Regions from separate parts of the Gossypium hirsutum genome. Here region 1 is linked to region 2. The links are chromatin contacts, called in public Hi-C maps. All regions are on one chromosome and are shown on one strand. Each heading gives the region's core, a stretch centred on a gene start, on an enhancer-like site or on the middle of the called end of the contact. The rest is flanking DNA. Distances are from core to core; before and after follow the strand shown. Region 1 holds the start of LOC107922140 (V-type proton ATPase subunit a3). Region 2 holds the start of LOC107922463.

Region 1 (2,700 bases), core at 108-2,607, 270 kb before region 2:
TGAAAAAACTCACCAGCCTGAAATAGGAAAACATTACCACCGTAATCAATCATTACAGAATCATAAGGCTTCTTCTAGAAAGCAAGGTGATAAACCAATTATATGGAAACAGGGAAATAAAAATTTTCACACCTGCTGCCTAAAGAAAGGTGATAAGCCTTTGTACAGAAAGAGGGAAATAACTAATCACTCCTACTGCTTTAATAACCAGAGAATGCATGAAATGTTAGCATACCTTCTGGACAACTAGCTTATATTCTATTAGTTCATTGTAACTATGTTGCAACTTCTCATGATTTGCATTCATCTCCATCAATTCAGCTTCAAGCTCTCCAAGTTTCACCTACAAAGACCACATATAAAGTTGTGTTTCCATATAATAAATAAAACTGTTAAAATAGAAAGTATCCATTATTACCTCTAAGTTATCTAAATCAACATCATCACTAATTGCAGATCTAGTCGAGGGTGATAAACCAGCCTTCACCATCTGTTCCTTGAAGAAACGTAGCTTGCGTGCCATTTCCCCGCATCTCTTGATCTGCATGACAGAAAAACATATTCAAGTATAATAAAATTCCTAAAATTAACTAAAAATTAGCATAAATCTCCAAGCATTTAGAAGATTTATAAGATCATTATGAATTTATATCTAGGTAGAGTTTCTTATCTAAAATTCCACTAATTTCAGCAAAATTATCTTTTAATTTCAAATGTGTGCATTCTTTGAGAATGAAGATTTCAAATCAGGATTCAAAACTGCCATTTGAGGGCAGAATCTCATGAAAATAAATTAAAATTGTAAAATATAAAGGCTGACCTGTGTAGCATACGTTCTCTGGAAAGGGCTCTTCTCTGAATTAAGCTGCAAGAAACAATATTTTTAAAAGAAAATAGGCGAACGTAAAACATATTAAATCTAAAGATTTTCAACGATAATTAAAAATTCGAAAAAGAAAATCAAGAAATTGGAAGAAACTAACGTCTTTGAATTGAAAGAAGCCGAGATCACCGAGATAAGAAATGGAACGATGAGCTGACTCAATCGGGATTATGAGTTGCACCAACTGCATTGGCTCCGATCGCAGCAGATCCATCGTCGGACGATGCGTTCCCCCTCCCATTATTATAAAAATCTAAAGAATTCTTTAAAAGTACAATTAATATTAGTTATAAAAAATTAAATCTACATAAAAATGCGTAATTAATGTACAAGGAATTTCGTAGCCGGAGAAAATTCGCCGGAGATCGATCCTCTGGCGCCTCACGACTACTGGTGAATGGGGATGTTCGGCTGGTTTGTTCGTTTCTCTTTTTTATTCTTTCCCGTTTATAATGTTTCCGTTCTTCCGTGATTTTCACGCGCTGGTTTTTTTTTTGAGTGGACGTTAAGGAAAATTGAAAGTGGCTATACGGCGACGTTTTAATGAGACCTCTTCTATTCCATGTTTAAAACGCGGTCTCTAGTCAGTTGTCATATCCAACGGTGGTCCACAAAAAGTAAAGATGTATGTCAACTGGCCCTCCTCTTTTTTTTTTTTTTTGAAAGGTAACCGGCCCTCCTCTAATTTTAAGGCCTTTGGTATAAATTTGTAGGCTTACTAGTAAAAATAACTCAAAAATATAAAAAAAAAAGTAAATGAAGCTCTCAACAAAATTTAACAATTAATTGAGGTTATAAAGATAAAAAGTTAATCAACCAAGTATTTTTGTTAATATTGATCAAATTTGATTGTTAAGTTTTATTGACGTGGTTGACAGACCAATTGAACGGTGGCCACGTCTACATCATACTAACATGATAAAATGCCACATTAGCAAATATTAAAAAAATAATTAATTTCTAAAATTAATTTTAAAAATATTTTTTGGCCTTAGCCTACTAATATATTGATATATGAGTTCAAATATGAACTTAGATACATTATGCAAATATTAAATTTCTTTCTTAACTCTTCTATTAAGGTCATGAATATACTTAAATCATGTCCCTCCCAAACACACCAAGTGCCAAGCCACCAAACACACCAAGAGAGCACCAAAATGCTAAGCCCAAAGGTGACATATAGTGCATGTTATAAGAGCAAGCCCGAAGACACAAAACTTTGGATACAAATTTCCAGATATTGAATTCTAGGTACACATAATTCCCTATTGGCACGACAGTTGTATCCTAATTATTTCTCTAAGTTTACTAGGGCACTTAAAATCATAAATAGAATAATTTACTCAAGGTTATTAGCATATTAAGTTTATCAAACAAAAACATAATCAAAGTTAAAAAATTCAAAGGTTGTTTAGACCATTCGTATCTAAACACACATATTGGCACCCTGAGCGCCTAATACATGCATATTTCTTAAAGATCATCTCAGGCCTTAATTTCACATTTAAGATTCTCATTGTTTCCACAAAGGATCATTTCTTTTATTTACTAACATTTTACAGCAAAGATCCGAAAAGAGTTATTTTGGCTAAACATAAATTAAATTTCCAATTTCATGAGTACACATGTATTCATTAACTTACATATAGTATAACACCCCTCACCCGAAGTGAACTATTACATCATGAGCAAGGGATGTCATATTTGGACTCTAAGACTACTCAACTTGATCATCAATTTTTAAAACTTTGTTTTAACATAATTAGACTCTTTTGGTGTTATTCAAGTAATTTCTAGGCTTTCTTTAAAGTTTG
Region 2 (2,700 bases), core at 88-2,587:
TCATAGGACGATAAGAAAAACAAAACAAAAACTGAAGTAGAGTGAGGTGATAATGTCATGCTAAATGCACGATTTGGATCCCATTTTCCTGTTGATATTCATGCACTCTTTGCAAATAAGGGCACTACCAGACCAACCATAGTAATGTCATTTCATGTTTTAGAAAAACTACTTGCATCCATGAATAGAAACACTTTGGCGCAAACCATGTTTATTAGTAATATTTCTACATCGCATTCTCACAAGCAATCTATCTACTGACAAATTTTGGCATTATGCAATAGTATTCCTCTGAAACAACAACAACAGGAGGATAATCTTATGAATATCCTAACTTTATAAACATAATGCAAGAATCGTATAACTTTTTTTTAATACAACCAACTTATATTGCAATGAATCCACGCTTTAACACAGTAAACCCAGAATTTGAAGACTAGAACAGTGGCAGTGCCATACATCCAAAAGACTAAGAAGGACGCGTAAATAAGCTCAGCAACTCTAATAATTAAAACAAGGAAATAGAAGGGGCGAGAAATATAAAAGAAAAAAAAGGCATTATTTTCTAGCTACTAGAAAAACAAAGAAGACTTGAAGTTGACAGCAAATACGAACAGAAGAAAAGTCGAATTGAGACCACAAGTAAAACCAATTCCTGAAACAAGTATGAAAAAGACCCAATCTTTATTTTATTCCTTTTCTTAAAAACCAATGAAGGAGAAAAGAAAAGGCAAGTACCTCAATAGCGTTCTTCAAAAGAAGGTCATCTTCAGGTATCCAAGTGGAAAGGACTGGAGCCAAAGCCCCCATCTATTTTGGAGCACAACCAAGCAAGAAGGAGCCGCCTTTCAACCCCTCCCCCCTTTTCTTTATATTCGTTTTACAACTTTGTCTTCCCACGATTTCTGTCTGGCGAAGCGTCGGTTTGGGTCTCTCCAAGTGTGTGAACCATGAAAACGAAAAACAAAAGAACAAAAAAGAGTGTGTGGGAGGGAATTTTAAGAGGAAACCTAGAACTAAAAACTGAAAGCAGGGGGATGGTGGGGTTGTACTGTCGAAAGTGGGGGACAAATTAGATTTGATGATTTCACGGATTTTCAATCAAATCGGAGTGTGGTAATGCCAACCAAAAGTTAACTACAAATAAAAGCCCCCCCTGTTTCTTTCTTTTGGGGTAGAACTTGGCTTCTTTACCCTTCACTAACCCTTTCTCTCGCTATCTCACGGTAATTCTTCAGGTGACTGCACCCGTATTGGCTGTTGGTTGCGGCGCCGCGTAATCGGTTTTGACCGTTGACTAAACTGTCTATCACCTACCTTCAAAGTGGTATAGATTTTGATTACGGTAAATTTTAGGTTTTTTTAATTTATTTTAGATTTAACTTAGTTTAGGGCATACATCATTTTTAACTATAACAATAATTACATTGATTGAAATTACTTCATTTATGTTTGATATCAAAGTGTATATATATTGATAATCAATGATAATGATTTATCGTTTCAAGTGTAATCTGAGTTCGACTCATACTAATCATGTTATTATTAGAGTTTTGACTCTCCTTTTGTAATTCACCAAAGAAATAACAAATCTTGAGACTACGTTTCAAGAGTCTAGTAAAATTTTTAAAGTTTAATGAGAATTTTTTAAAAAAATTGGGGTTTAATTTTTTTTTATGAATTTTAAAAAAAATTAAAAGAACTTATTTAAAATTTTAAAAAAATAATAAAAAATATAATGAGAATTTTAAAAAATTTGAGGTAGTCTAATTGAATTTTTCTAAAAACTTCAAGGAAAAATGAAATTTTTCAAAAATTTTGAGAGACTCTAATTAATATTTTTTTTATTTCAAGGAAAGTGGTAGCGTATGATATATAGACATGCGAGTTTGAACTTGCATTGTATAAAAAAAATTGTCTACATCATTTGGATTTTAAGTGATCAACTTATTTTAGATTTGAGTCATTCAAATTTAATATTGAGATTATTTGGGTTTAATATTTGAGTTATTTGGGTTAAATAATTTTTTTCAAATTATTTCGAATTTAATCATTCAATTTTAACAGTCAAATCATTTAGGTTCAGTCATTTTAAATTCAAGTTATTCATATTTGTTATTGAGACTTTTATTATTATTATTATTAAGTTAATTTCTTAATTTTAAAATAAAATTAGTTAATAATTATTAACAAAAATGTTGTTAATTATTAACACACCCTTTATTATAATTTTTTAAAAGAAAGAATCATATAATTACATAGAAGGCAATAATATAAAAATTATAAGCAATACTATAAAAATTAAAATAAATTAATAGAATAAGAAACTTCATATATATAAAAGGAAAGGACTATAATCATATAGAACTAATATGACTCTCCACCACGGTTGGGTCAATTAATTTTTAACTAATTGATAGTAAGATAAATTCGTATTTTTAATATATTTATTTTTAGTTAATTATCGGATAAAATATTATTAAATTTGAGTTTTTCTTATCAGGATTGAAGTGGGTGTGTTGAATTCAAACTTTTACAAGAATGGGCTAAATTGGAACAAGAAAAGCAAAGAGGAGGACTTGATTGAAAGATTGAAGATTTAAATATGGTTGGATAAAGATTGAAGGGTTGAAGATTTAAAAAAGTGACTGGATAAAAATTAAAAGATTTTTTTATTTTTAATACTCTGTAATTAATTAA

What was found. A called contact is a pair of places that touch in the nucleus more often than the background predicts.
Region 1: a Hi-C map of leaf shows a contact between it and region 2, with 2.6 times the contacts expected there. The contact joins the promoter of LOC107922140 here to the promoter of LOC107922463 in region 2. A contact is called at or near these places in 2 of 34 Hi-C or Micro-C datasets (callus and leaf).

Annotation. Positions count from the first base shown.
Region 1 is chrD01:18,626,334-18,629,033 of Gossypium_hirsutum_v2.1, reverse strand. It overlaps LOC107922140 (V-type proton ATPase subunit a3), which reads right to left and starts at 1,357. Exons shown (of 18, transcript XM_016852006.2): 1 at 984-1,357; 2 at 821-865; 3 at 419-541; 4 at 236-343; 5 at 1-17. The coding sequence starts at 1,124.
Region 2 is chrD01:18,358,901-18,361,600 of Gossypium_hirsutum_v2.1, reverse strand. It overlaps LOC107922463, which reads right to left and starts at 1,337. Exons shown (of 7, transcript XM_016852511.2): 1 at 739-1,337. The coding sequence starts at 810.